2 separate regions of the Mus musculus genome follow, and region 1 is linked to region 2. The links are chromatin contacts, called in public HiChIP or PLAC-seq maps. All regions are on one chromosome and are shown on one strand. The core of a region is the stretch at or near the end of the contact, and the rest is flanking DNA. Distances in the headings are between cores, read along the strand shown. Region 1 overlaps Slc24a3 (solute carrier family 24 (sodium/potassium/calcium exchanger), member 3). Region 2 holds the start of Slc24a3 (solute carrier family 24 (sodium/potassium/calcium exchanger), member 3).

Region 1 (7,602 bases), core at 4,874-7,373, 290 kb before region 2:
TCTACTCTCCCTTATAAGTATCTTACAGGAGAGATACATTTCTAATTATTGGCTTGTTTGTTTATTCTGGAAATTTTAGGAAGCCTTCTGATACACTGTTAAGTCCTCTGTGGCTGTTGAGTGAAGCAGAAGACACATGGTTTAGACAGAGTTCATAGAGGGACAATAAACATGTCGCCCTTTCTGTTCACCTCCCATCTGGATTGCTATACACCAGTATGAAGATGATGGAGCTGAAACTGCAGTATGTGAATCAGTAAGGTCACAGGCAATGAGAAGGAAGCATTGGCCAGCATTTTCTTCTTGCTTTCAAGATTATTATTAACTTTTGGCAACGGTTCTTACATGTGACAAAAGTCCTGCTCAATACACAGTACAGCTGAGAGCCTTTGCTCTGCTTGTAGTGGTCAGGTTGCCTCAGGGCCTTGGGAATGTGTCCATCTACTCAGAACAAAAAGGCATAGGGCCTCCTTCTGGGTGTGCTGGCTATACCTGAGTGCTTAAGATACCTGATGATGCCTTCGGAGTTGGGGTTGGGCAATATGAAGTCCTTTGTGCTTTTAGGACTCCAGCCTCTTGAGGGCTGTGCTCTGGTGTCATAGTAGTCTAGTGAAGGGATACTCAGGTGATTATTTTCTACTTTCTTTTTCTACTGTATAGACCATGAATGGAATTTGACTGGGCCTTGGGAATATTTTCGTTATTTTTACAGATAGAGAAACCAAGATTCTAAAGGGCAGGAGTCTTGATCATAGTCAGGGAACTGGCCTGTGGGGACAGAAAGACCCATTACCATGAGCAATCACAGAAAACAACACAACTAATATCTTCACAACCATGCTTTTTCTCTTCTAGTGAATGGGATTACTATTAGACCTGTACCCCAAAGACAAGAGAATGAGACCCTTAAAAAGGACACTCAGTTGATTTGAAGATATTTCAAGCAGCATGGATATATAGCTCAGTAGAAGAATGTTTTCTTAATATGCATGAGGTTTTGAATTTGATTCCAGCACCAGACACATACTCACACACACATACGCACGCACACGCACACGCACACGCACACACAAGACCGAGACAGAGATAGTGAGACGGAGAGAAAGAGACTGATACTTTCCTGGATGCCCAGCAGACATAATTTTGTTGTATTTTGTTAATAGACAGATCAGATGGAAAACAACGGCTGTCTATTCCCAACTTACAGTTCAGGACAACTTCTTCCTTCTCTTTTCATGCTGTCTCCATGCCAACACAATCTCTAAACCAAGCCCATATGAACATATTCACAGAACAGCTTTCTACTTCCTTCCTGACACTCTTTCTGGTGAGGGCCTGCATATCTTATGAGGAATGCCACAGCACATCATGTCCTTAGACATACTGGGCTTTTTCTGGTCTGAACAGATTTCTTCCCAAGTTGACTTGTCTATTTACTATAGGAAGGGACACAGAGAATTTTCTGTTGTTGTTGTTGTTTTGCCATTTTTAGTATAGAAAATTTGGATGCCTTTGCCACTAGGGCAAAGAGTAAGGTTAAGTGTTTGGCTGTTGACGGTTCTCATGAAATCAAGAATTGGGTCATATGTCACAAAGTGCACACAATAGTCCCTCAGAGTTAAAGGGGAATCAAAGGAGTGGATGTTGCCCAGGTGTCTGAGGTAGGGCAAAGCGAGAACGATTCAGGATAAGGGAAGGTCAAGGAACTATAAATGAAGCTGGAGGCCTGAGCCAGACCAGACCACATAGTTCTCATTCTTAGGAATGCTTTAAAGTGCATGGGATTTCTTTGTGAAATATGGACATAAGGGCAAAAACTATTCAGTCTCACTGTGGCCCAGAAGAGATGGCAGAGGCCTGAACATGGGCCAGGCCAATAGAAATAGAGAAAGAGATGGGATCGATACATAGAACTTACTGTTTGTGGGAAAACAGAGAGGAAATCAACCCAATTATATGTTTCCAGCCCAAGCAACCCAATGCTGAGATGGCAAGGCTAAAACATAGAGGTTTGCAGGGAGAATAAAAGCATTTTTGTCTTTTAAGTTTTACAGCTCCATTTCAGATTATATCCCAACTCCACGTGGATCTGTAGATCCAGGAAAAATTATTTGTGTTGCCAAGGGAAACACACACACATACCCTCATACATGCATATAGAGAGTTATTTTTCATACATTAAAATTGTTGTCTGTGTGTGTGACAGAAAAGATCACAGTACCACAGATGTACATGTATTTACATGTGACTTGCACAGTCTTCTAAGAACAAGCCTAAAACTATCCTCCTGACCTCCCTTTTAGAGGACAGTAAGTTGTCTTTCCCTAAGCAGACTGTAAAACCAAGGTGATGAAATCAAACAAACTTGGCTCTGAGTCCAGCAGAAGATGGGAGGGCTCAGCAGCAGCCAAAATGGCTGATTCTGTTACAGCTTTGAACGCTGAGAAGCACTAGGCTAACTGCCAAAAATATACCTCTGCCTAATCCCAATAGTCACAGCAAGGCAAGGCAGTTCGAACAAGCTCTAGAAGGGAGGGGAATCTGCAGGCTTCCACCTTTGTGCATAAAACAACAGCAATCAGAATGCTAATGAAGTAGCTGACAAGACAGATCCCATGATTACCTCTGGAATCACAGGGGACACAGTGGGGAGTCAGCCTGTCAGGAGTCTCAGGATAAGTCAGGAGAAGCAAGGATGGGCCTGATAGTGAGGGCCACCTTTGGACCTAATTAGCATTTATGCTTGGTGGTTTCTAGTAGAATAAAAGAACATGCACTCAAGGGGTCTATTTGCAACTGCTTCAGAAGTGGTCAAGGGAGCCTTGGGAAAGAAATCTCTCCAACTAAGAGTGCCATCCCGAGTCAAGGGTACAGATGCTGATCATGACAATGGACAAGAGGGTCCTATCTTGGGCCCCATCCCATGGCAGTGGAAGAACTGGTAGTTGGCAGTTACTCCCAATGTCCTTCCCCCTACCAGCTCCTTTGGATGTGGTTCCTAATTCCTCAAGAAAAGAAATTGAACAGACTAAAGGACATTCCTTTATACAGGGAATCCCCAGGAATGTGAAACTGCTATCTACAGTGTTAAAGGTCAGGCAGGAATCTTGTAGCACAGCACTCCTGATCCTCACAGCATATGATGGTAGAAAAGAAAATGGTGTTTTCTGAGTTACAACATAAGACAAAGGGCTGGAGGAAGTGCACTGAAGGGAACAGATGTTTTAGAATGAGGCGAGATCCTTACTATTCACAGCTCATGGATTAGGAGAGGAAATGTGTGGGCTGAATGGAAGAGAAGCTGTCTGGGAGGAGATGGCCAGCAAGACATCACATCACACACCTGAAGAGGGTGTTGACAGCTCTTTCGTCTGCGCCTGTGTGTCTGTATCAGAACTAGGGGGCTGCAGATTCCCCTCTGTTCACTTGACAAAAGACATGCCATCTTTTCCTCCTTCTCCACCCCTCAGTGTGGAAATCGAGAGTCTGCCCAAACAACTGCCCTCAAGGGATTCTAGGGCATATCGGTTGCATCTGAGTATTCCTTGATTCTATACTTAGGACACATGGAGTCATGAAGATCTGGAGGAAGTCACTGGCCTAAGTTCTCTGGGCTGAACTCAGGGTGTGGGACAGGTGTGGGTCTATTCCTGTTTGGACAGCCCTTTTACAAAGATCTGAAATATGTTGTAGCAGGCTTTATCTTCAGCCGTCACTATCCCTGGACAACCATGTTTCTGAGCATCCCAACAGTATTAACTCTCCATTTGCATGAGGGCTTTGGAGCCTACCTACCTACCCTAGCTGTGGGGCCGAGTGGAAATGCAAGGAGGTAAGGCAGCTTCAATCGGTGGGTGACATGGATATCAGTGCTCCATTCCCCTCATACCCAGTTTGGGACAAATGAGATTGGTGCTCTTCAACTCCTGTCATGCCAGCTTTTTAACGGGATGTCCCTCCAGCTGGTCTGCTCAGGAACACTGACTTTACTGTACCCTCTTTCTTGGTTGCCACTACTCTGTGCCTTCTCCTGGTAGGATACTTCCTGAGACCATCCATCCCCAAGGACATGCCTGCCCTGGGTCCCTCATCTTGGGGCTCTTGGCTGTAGGAGCTCTTCTTCCCTGTAAATCTGGAAGAAGAAGTGATGCCTGGGAAAATGAACTTTGAAACACATTCTCCTTTGGGTTCCGGTGGGTGCAGAAAATTCTTTGCTGTGTGGTCAGATTTTCTTTTAAGTCACACAAGAAGCCATTACTTATACTATGTTTCATACTAGGGCAGTGGGGTGGGTAAAGAAAAGACAGAACAAAAACCACAGGTCCTGCTGGATAGCATGTTAAAGTCTCAAGGCCTATAAACACGGGTCTTATACTGAGGTTTTACAGAGAGCAGAAGAGTCAAGAATTTACTGTCAATAAACAGAAACTATGGAGCACAGCATGGAACACACATGGGTGTTTTCTCATAGGTTACAGAATGTGATTATTCTATTCATAGTGACTTTTTTGAATATCTGCTAAAGGCTAATTCTTTAAGTGATGAAATATATAAGTCCAGATGGAAGTATTCCATTGTTGGTGTAGCATTTGTGCTCATATTTTTTCTGTGGGAAAAAGTACTTCTATACACTGGGGTCAACAGAGAACTATTGCATGACTTCTGTCAGGATTGGCCACAGTATCACAGGAGGACAGAGAGATCAAGTTTCTTTCCTAAACAATAGTAGACAAGATATAAAACATTTCAGTGGATAGCAGGTAGACCAAGCAACACAGCAGTTAGACGATATGAGTTACCATGCTACAGGTGTCTGCTTTTTGTTTGTAAATGTTGGGCATCGCAGTGTCGTGCAGGCTCCTTAGTGCAGAAGAAGAATGAGTGAACAGGGACATTTATTTTCTCTCTCCTGCCTCCACCTGGGCTCTCAGAAAATGAAGGTAAAACTGTATCTCTCTCAAAGTTTACTTCTCTGAGTGCTTTTGTTTTGTATTGCCTTGGGGTCAGGACCTGAGTGGAAGCATAGAGAGAAATCACTTTACAGCAGACTCCTTTCTCCAGCTACAGAGGAGTGGGGCTGGGGAAGAGCCACATCAAGATTAATATATGGAAGAAGCCACTTTGCAGAGGGGAATTGGAAGTCTTCCCTTTACCTTTGCATCACCTAGGTGAGAGAAGTCCATGAATTACAAAGCAAAGAGCCAAGGGGAGGGGATAGTTTTAAAAAACACAAATCAAAATTAAACAAAACCCCAAAACACCGAAAGGCCATACACTGAAAAGCAGAGGCTTTGGGGCACACTCTTCAGCCACTAGCCCACTTCCATTCTGGAGGGCATTCGCTTTCCTTAGCGAGATGTCTCTATTTCCATTTCATAGCTAACTTTAAAGGCATGGCTTTTTTCTCTATCTCTCCTGGTAGCTGCTAGAATTTTCGCTTAGCCTGCACTAGCCTGTACTAGTGTTTTCCTCTCAAACTTTAATAAAGTTGCCCCCAAGTTTCCTTTTGAGTCCATTTTTAATTATTTTATTAATGATGCTTAGAAGCCAAAGGGGGAGCCCCAGTGACATATTGTGGGATAGTCAGTTTCTGTATTTCCTATGGTCTGAGGGGGTGGTTGGGTGGTAATTTGCATAAAAATAGTAGGTCATACCCAGTGGCCTGGAGCCTCAGATGCAGGACACTAAAATTCCAACATATATGACTGAATGGTGGGGGTAGAGGGTGGGGGTGGGAGGTAGAAGAGTGGGGTTCCCAGGAAGTAGGAGTTGGAGAGCTGGGAAGCTGGTCTGGGAAAAGAGGGTGATAGTAAAGGCTGATCGTGAGATATTGGGGTGGTGGCAAGAGCTTGTTCTGGGTCATGGGAGGAGACAAGGTAGAGCATGTAGCATGTTTAGTCCAACGGAGGCATGGTGGAAATGAAATATTTATCTACTACCAAAGCCCGCTTGAAAGGGCTACTTCCAGGGCTGCTGATTTTCTGGAACTTACTTAGAATCTGTCCTGAATTCAAGAAGATTGGGATTTAGGTACCAGAAAAAGCTCAGAGTTGCAGGGGTACGTGATGGGAATTAGTGATCTGGAGAGCACACTCAACTAGCAGTACTTAGAAGTTACAGGTAGGGGGCGTGTTCTAGCCAGTGTAAGACTGTGGAGGGTACCTGCAAGTACCCTCCAACACAGCCAAAGGAGGTGAGTGTCACAGCTCTCTCCAGTGACAGACACGGAAACTGAGGGTCTACAAAGGCAAATAAAAAGTTTGTCCTCGATCCCCAGCTGGTAAGTAGAAAGGCTAGGACTGAGACTCAGGTGGACTTCATTGAAAGTGCAATCTCTTATCACCATGCTTTGCCATCAGCTCAGGGAGTCTGGGGACTGGACCATCCAGCATGCCTCTGGGGAGACAAAGGCCCAGTGGGCCTGCTGAATTAAGACTCAGGAGCAAGGAGGGGAGGGAGGGAATGACGAGAGCCACTGGACTATAATTTGCCCTCTGCGCTAATCCTCTGGACACCAGTGTTAGCTCTGTGTTGACGCTGACAAATTGAGGCCCTGCTCAACACTTTTCCAAGAGTAAACAGCAAATTCCACAGGCTGTTTTAATCATTTTTCTCGTCCAGGGCAGAATCCCTTAACTAAACATGTCTGTCCAGAGAGTGAGTTGTGGCTGGAACCTTTCTGTCCAGACCACGCAGGTTCTCTTCAGTTTCAAAACTCCCTCCGACTAAATTAATTCCTAAGTAGTTTGTTAGTCCTACAAACAGAACTGCGCTCTACATTTCTTTTGGGATTGCTGGTTGCTACTGTGTAGAAAAGCTACTCGTTTTTTGCAGGTTGATTTTTGGTAAGCTGCAACTTTAGAATTCATTCGTCTGCTTTCCAGGGTTTTCTGGTGGAGTCTTTAGGGTCTTCTACAGAACAGCATCTACTTCCATTTTGTGTTTTTGTACTTTTTGGTTAATAATGATTAAAATTTTAAAAGGCTGAATAAATGGGTTTGCTTACTTATACTTCTGGTGGTACTGAGGGTGGAAGTCAGGGCCTTGTGTACACTAAGCAAACATTTTACTTCTGAGATACAAACACAACTCCTAAATAATTGTACTTTAGTATTCAACACAAGGAGAATTTAAGTGTGTAAAGTGACAGCTATATTAACTAGTCCAGTTTTTGATCATTCCATAATGTGTTACAACTATACAGTGCCCCATAGATATATACCCTTAATTACTATTTGTCAATTAAAAATTAACCTCTTTCTCTGAAAATGGCAATACCTCTTGCTTCTGAGGCCTAGGCTTGAAAGAAAGGCCTATGTGGAGAGATCTGCTGACACCTGTCCTTTCATTTATAGGCGTAGTAGCTTTGCCTGAATGGATCCTGCTCTTGTTGTACGGCAGGAGATGCACTGTTACAGGTTATACCACACAGGCTCTATCACCTTCCAAAGGGCATGGGGAAAAGAGAAGACCTAAGATGCTAACCCTCACAGAATACCTACCATGTGCTAGGAGACATAGGGTACATGTTCCAAAACACTAAATATTTGATACCACACATTTCCTACCTCCTATTTCTGTCTCTCTAGTACCTTACATGCT
Region 2 (6,848 bases), core at 2,170-4,669:
CAAAAAGGAGATCTTCATTGGCAACCACTAAATAGGGCACCTGGGTTTTGTGTGTCCCCTGCTGCAGGCTCTCAGCACTGAAGACAGTGTTTGCCAGCGAGGTAAATGCACAGAAAGTGTGCTTGGCACAGGGCCTGGCACTTGGGATGCCCAAACTGTAGTTGTTATCATTATTATTGCTTTTGTTGTAGTTAGAATTAAGAATTCTCCTCATTCCAGCACTAACTCTTCCTGACCTAAATTAAACAATCCTCATGTCCTAGCTACACAGAAGGAGAAAACAAAAACAGTATAGATTCTTTTCTATACTTCTAACCAAATACAGAGCTTTGCAAAACAGAAGCAAACTTTTTAGTATATAACCAAATCTGGATTTACTTAGAAATTAAGAAAGAGATCCTAAATTCCATGATTAGAAATGTTAGACATTATGTAACATAACTGCCATACACCTCTATTTGGACTTTCTTATAAAAAGAACTAACCACCCTTTTTATAAGAAAGAAAAAGAACAAGGTGGGGGTGGGAATCATGGGAAACAAGCCTCTGAGAAGATATCTGGTTATCTTTAATAATTACCACATGCCTTTAAACATAAAAATTACCTTTGGTTATTAGGAAGGTACCCCCCCCATGACCATATGAACACCACAGTCTTGCACCCTGAAGCAAGAAACAGAGCTGAGAACAAAGGTCACCTAAGGTTGGTTTATACCTCCACACCTCACTTCCTATATGACTTCACTCAGTCACCTTTTGTGAGTCCCAGTATCTTTAAAATGAGGTGAATTTTGAACCCTTTGCCAATGACACAAGGATAGTATGTAGAATGCCCCCCCCCCAAATTTCAGGATAAGAGTCTCTGCCCTGATGTTTATAATACTAAATGGCAATTCCCTAGGCAAAAATATCATTGGAAGATCTCTATGTGGTAAATAATCTGTTTAAAATTATCTCGAAAGAAGACTGTGTCTTGCTGCTCCAACACGGCTGTGCTTCACCTATTGAAAACATCAGTATCTAATGCAAGAAAAGGTGACTAGAGACCGAATTAAGACTAGCAAGTCATAGAGTTGGGGGTGGGGGCTGTAAACAGAGCCTGCGTAGCAAGGTCATTAGCATTGTTGGGTTTTTCCCAACTAAGTCTTCTTGCTATGCATGGAAGTGTTCATAAACTGGACATTAGCAGACAGGCTAGAGAAGTGAGAAAGAGAAGAGAAAGATAAACAAGAGAAGGAATGAGATGGGGGCATGCTATGGAATGATGTCTGAGTCAGTAACACCTGGAGAGAAATGTCAGGAAAACTATCTCAAAAGGGAAGAGTAGTCATCAGATTCTAAGTTCACAGTGTGTGATGCCTTATCAGCCCAGATATTCCAGCATCTGGTGGTAGCAGGAACGGAAACCCCTGCAATTGATCCACTTAATCCTATGGATCACATTCAACATCCAGGACAAATGTCTTTTATGCCCTGCAAAGTGCTGGGAAGCCTGTTACTCACAGGCTCCAACCTGTAGAGAAACGGCCACCAAGTGATTTGGAATAACTCTTGCCAACGGAAGCATAAACTATCTGCTGGCTTCCACTCACCCTCTTCGGGACAGTCAGTGCATACTACTTAGCAGGTCTGAATCTTCCCTTGGAAAAAAGTCTCACTTCATTCAAATAGTACAGCCCACCTCCCTCATGTCAGTACCCAGGGCCAGAAAATCAGAGATTCAAAAGCAATAGAGAGAGTCATGGAGTCTAAGGGTTTTGCTGAAGACCAGGCCCGCTTCTCTCCTATTACCATATATGATGAAGTCCGTAGAGAGATCTGCTAAGTTCAGAATGACCCCTGAGTTTCACCATGAGGCACCACACCAGCCATGGTGAGGGAAAACCCTTTCTTGATTGATGGCACCTTTTAAAATGTCACCATCGCTATCAAAATGCTTTTATTGTGTGCTTCAAAGCACCACGTATTAGAACTGTGCCTATCTTAACAGTACAGCACATAGCTGTAACTGTTTTACCCCACAATCATTTATTTGTCTGCTTCCCCACAAACCCTGATATTCGAAAAGCCAGGATAAGAAATCATTTTACGACCGTTATTCTTTCAAGTCTTTCCTTTCTGTGAGGTTGTTTTGTTTCTTTTTCTTACACAGCTGCACCCCAGAGTCCAAATTGTTTCCAATGGACAACTGTTTTGAGCACATTTCTCCCCAATGTCTATTTTAGCTCCAAAAAAAGCCAAGGGCAAAGATAAAACCAAACTATCGTGTGTGTGTGTGTGTGTGTGTGTGTGTGTACAAGTGTGTACACGTGTGTATGCACCACCAGCCAAAGCACCAAGGAAAAAGTGGGCAGCATAGAGTGGTCCGCCCCCAGCATCAAGTCGGTGAAAGGAAGCAAGCCAGCCTTGAGAAATGAATCCATGTGTTCCTGCTGAGCAACCCTTTAAGGGAGCATGCCCATTCCTAAACCCTGACTGGTAGCTATCACTTTCTCCTAACGGAAGTAAGTTCCCAGCACCTGTTCTTGGATCGCAAAGATGGCAAGGAGCATTCTCCACTGCCCACCCCACCTGTTCTGTGTGGAGAACACGTGGAGAACCGGCTGTGAGCTGGTCAGCCTACCCTGCATTCCCTCAGTAAGCCAGGAGTACAGGTGGTTGGTTACCTGCACAGGTACTGATTGCTGTCAGAACAACTTTATTACTAGCCTTGGTAGTGAAAGGGTCCCTCCCTGTCACCGCCGCCACTACCAGCCAGGCTGTGGGAAAGGGGCAGAAGGCAAGAGGAAAAGGTCTTCTTGGTGCCCAAGGGGTCACTCCTCCACCGCTGCAGTCCTAGAGCCCAGACCCCTTCCTCCCTAGCCCCGCAAGAGACCGGAGTGTCCCCGTGCCTGTTCGGTGTGGCTGGACCCAGCGCAGCTCGCCGGGCACCGAGCCCCGAGAGCCCGAACTGCTGGAGCCGCAGCGCCCACTCGGGGCAGGCGGCGAGCACTCACCCTTCTGCTCTCGCAGGCTCGACAGCGACCAGAGCAGCAGCGCCACCGAGGCCAGGAAGCAAAGCTGGCTCAGCAGAAGGTCCCTCCGCCGGCGGCGGCTGCGGCGGCGCGCGCAGTCCTGGTCGCCCGGCGGCGGCATCCTCGGACAGCCGGGCGGCGTCCCTGGCGGGCGGCGTCCGCTCGGGTCGCGGGCGGCCGCGGCGGGGACGGCGGCAGGAGGCAGCCCTGCGCGCAGCAGCCGCGCGTCCTCGCTGCGTTCCCACCCGGCCGCCGCCTCCTGCTTTCCCTCCTCCCGGCCGCTGCCGGTCTCCACGCCGTCGCCCTCGTCGCTATCGCTCAGTCCCTCCTCCCCCGCCGCCTCCTCCTCCTCGCCGCTCGCCCGCACCGCCGCCTCCCTGCGCTCGGGGTCCCTCTCCTGCTCGCGCGCCATGGCTCCCACGCTCCGCGCCCGCGTTCGGCCTGGGGCGGCGGCGGCGGGGGCGGCCGGGAGGCGGGGGCGGCGGGGGCGGTGGAGGAGGAGCGGGGAAGGACCGGCGAGAGGAGGGCCGGCCGCTGGCCACCCGAAGCAGGCCCTGACCTCAGGCTGCGGGAGTGCAGCTCGGGGTCGCACTCCAGTGTCCACGCGGGGGTGGGTGGGTGGGGGACTCGGAGCCGAGCGGCGGCCGGAGCGCGCCAACAGCTAGAGTGAGCGCAGCTTCCCGTACCCCACGGTGGGTCGGCGGCAGGGGGGCTGCGCACGGGAGGGGGACAGCGCCCGGGATGCTATGAGTCGCTGGCCAGCACCGCGGGGAGGGGGCGCAGGGAGGAGACTGGGCTGTGGAGGGAGCCCGGTGCACAGCCCTTCAACCCTTTGGTGCCCAGAGAAAGAGGCGGTGCGGTGGGGGAGGCCCGCTAGGCGGGATGTGGATAGACAGATCTCCACCAAGGAGGACTGGCCTGAAACTTTCAGAGAAAAGAAGGATTTCCTTGGCCCTCTTCCATCCGTTGCCTTAAGCTAGAGCGTCTAGAGTGTGCTAGGTGGCCAATTCCTAGCCACTGGTCCTGCCTCCTGCCGCTGGCCTCAGGGGTTCCCCTCTGCCCCCTGGTGGGGATCCCGGTGAGCCAGGCTCAAGTCCTGAAACTGGCCTCCTGGGGGGGTTTGGCTTATTAGGGTTGTCCTGGCTTCCCCCTCTGGCTAGGGTTCACATTTCGCTCTCTGAGGAGCTGAAGCAAGTCCAGTGTGTGGCTGAACCTGAGGGGGCCCTAGTAAGTTCCCTAGGAGGGAGACTCTTGGCCTTCTACAAGGACAATCAGTCCACCCCTCCCCCAAGATTAGAGCCCTAGGCCCCAACTCCCTAATTCGAGTTCTTCTGCCCCTGCCTATTAAAGATGTAGAGGCTGACATCCCCACCCCTATCTGCAGTACCATTGAAAAGGGCACCTAGTGATCCCAGGGGTTCACTCCCAGGGGCTTGGACTTCCCTAGCCTCATCCCAGGTACCTGCCTGCAGGATGGAAGACACACGACCCCAGAGGAAGGGAAGAAGAGATGTGTTTCCAAGTGGTGGTTAAACTTAAGTCTTATTCCAAAAGGATGGTCCTAGAAATCAGATATATGTTTGGATGGCTCTTGGGCCTGAGCAATCTAGCCCTCGGGAGTTGGGAGGAAGTGGGGAAACTCCATAGAGACTTCTCCCTGCCCAGGTCACAAGGGACCCACAGGATCAACTGTGAGTGACCTTCCATCCCATATAGTGTCAGATGTCCCCTGACAACATCTGGAGACATGGAAAGTGATCACAGGTGGTTTGTTTTCTGCTGAAGAGCAGAATTTGCTTTCCATGTGTTTATTCCCTCCCACTCCTATGTTGGCTGCCCCATATCCAGAGCACCTTCCCTGCAATGGCTAGGTGAGTCTTTGCTTAGGTCACCAGGTAACAAAGGAGGAACGCAAACTCTTCAAGTTCATCCAGATTGGAGCATCATGGAGAATTCTCCAATTCTGTCACCACTATCAAGCCTTCTTGATAGTGGTGACCCTTGAGGAATTCAGAGTAATCTCGACTTGTTAGGAAAGACACTCATATAGTGTCTCTAGTGGAAGGCAGGGAGGTGGGTGGGAGATGGGGATCTGGAAAATGCTGAGTCGGGGAATGAACACTAACTCATCGTGGGGTAGAAACTATCATAGACAGAAGGAAATGTGTGATCTGGGGGTTGGTGAGCATGTGTGTAAGGAAACGGGAGGACAATAGGGAAGACTAGAAACTGATGATTCTCGGGAAGACAGGGTAGACTCCCATGCCCCAAAGAAAGGACTCTGCTAGTTGATATTTGTTTTGAGAAATCTCCGAGTAAGAGGGGATAATGAGATAAAGCACCAGCAAGATCGATAGCTTCTGGAAGCTGCCAGACATCACTGGGAGCAGAAGGTGGGGATCTCTGATGCCCTCCTGACAGTAGTACCTTAGCTCAGACAGGCTCACTAATTCCTATGGTGAAGGCATCTCTGCAGGGATCAGGGCGGTCCTTTATCTCTTTCTCCATCCCTACCATCAGGTAAGTATAGAATAGAGCAATCTCTTGGTGCCCTATCAAAACCAAAGAGGAGGGGAGACAGCCTTGATGTTTGTTATTTATTTATTTATTTATCCATTTATTTTTTTATGTTATCTGTCTGACTCTGTGTTTGGGAGACAGATGTTTGAAAGAAGCAGGACCCAGAATGAAGAACGTGGTTATGATCTTTCAGTATCAGGAAGTTCACGAATTCCAACATGGCTGCTGCCTTTTATTCCCTAGTCAGTTTCACACTTGGTCTCACAGCTAGTGTGTGCTCAAGATGAAAATCCCACACCAACAGTTCTATCCTAGAAGGAGCTTGCTTGGAGAACAGAGCTTGACCCTTGGGGGCACTGGGCTCTTTCCCCTTCCAAGAATGAAGCAGGTGTGTTTATAGAGTCTCCATGTTGGCTGGAGGCAGGGCTTGCCCTCCCCGCCCGAGCTTTTACTTCCATAAGCACTTCACTTGGTAGTTGTGTGCAGAGTTCATGTAGGAAATAGAAACAACTCTATTGCTTTCACAGCCCTGCCATTGCACTACCAACAACAACAAAAATCAAAAGCCTTCCCAGGAAACTGAGTGTATGGATACATGTCTGTGATCCCAGCTCCTGAGAGATTGAGACAAAAGGGTGGCAAATCTGAAGTCTGTCTGGGCTATAAACATAGTTCCAGGTCACCCTAGTTACATAGTGAAACTATCTCAAATGAAGCACGATGAACAACAGTGACAAACAACAGCCCCTCCCTCCTGTGATAACACTGACTTGTTATCTTTCATCAGCCGGTGGGTGGGACCTCCCCTGTGTCAAGACAAGGCATATCTTTGGGCATCCCTGCAGTCTTTCCAACTCTCTGATCTCCCCTCACCCACAGTGCCCAGACCTGACAGGGCAGTCTCCACAACAAAGCAAGGTTGTGTCTCCATAACACCAAACAGTTGCCAGTTGTGTCAAACAGACAAGCCAGGGTTTTGAAGAAAGGGGCAGAGGAGGAGGGAATAAAAGTAGCCTCCTACCCGATGAAGTGATTCCCTGCCATGCCACTCGGTAACACAGAACAATCTTTCAAGCAAGTGAAGATAGCTAGCTGTCCGTGGGGAACATTTTAGCACAATGAACCATTGTGGCTAGAAGGAGAAAGGAGGGAAAGGAAGTCTTCCTGGGACAGATCTTGGATGTAGAATCTTCTCTGGCTCTTGGGTATAAGTGATCAACTGCCCTTCACCCGTAGGTTGTATGTGGTCTTCTTCATTATTGCTTGTCACATGGATTTGGGTAAGACCCCACCTTTACTAAGGAAGATGCCACA

What was found. HiChIP or PLAC-seq counts read pairs in DNA pulled down with a chosen protein or histone mark.
Region 1: a contact with region 2 is called in an H3K27ac HiChIP or PLAC-seq map of trophoblast stem cells, with 9 times the contacts expected there. The contact joins the enhancer-like site here to the promoter of Slc24a3 in region 2. A contact is called at or near these places in 11 of 39 promoter capture datasets (the 3T3-L1 cell line, 3T3-L1-derived adipocytes, the HPC-7 cell line and 7 more), 3 of 15 datasets of contacts at CTCF or cohesin (embryonic stem cells, pro-B cells and stem cell-derived epiblast-like cells), 46 of 484 Hi-C or Micro-C datasets (the AtT-20 cell line, the C2C12 cell line, ECoMG myeloid progenitors and 28 more), 15 of 115 datasets of contacts at active chromatin or transcription factors (SST interneurons, craniofacial prominence, embryonic hindbrain and 8 more) and 2 of 9 other capture datasets (adipose tissue and liver).

Annotation. Positions count from the first base shown.
Region 1 is chr2:145,456,137-145,463,738 of GRCm38.p6, reverse strand. The region is part of intron 3 of Slc24a3 (solute carrier family 24 (sodium/potassium/calcium exchanger), member 3); the gene reads right to left. Among named protein-coding and RNA genes, the nearest start is that of Gm14092, 95 kb to the left of the region's middle. Within about 2 kb of position 6,123, at least 2 of the 459 cell types and tissues checked have an H3K27ac peak or open chromatin away from gene starts, as enhancers often do. A contact at or near this core is called in neural tube, where this site is marked.
Region 2 is chr2:145,164,346-145,171,193 of GRCm38.p6, reverse strand. It overlaps Slc24a3 (solute carrier family 24 (sodium/potassium/calcium exchanger), member 3), which reads right to left and starts at 3,419. Exons shown (of 17, transcript NM_001356497.1): 1 at 2,997-3,419. The coding sequence starts at 3,135.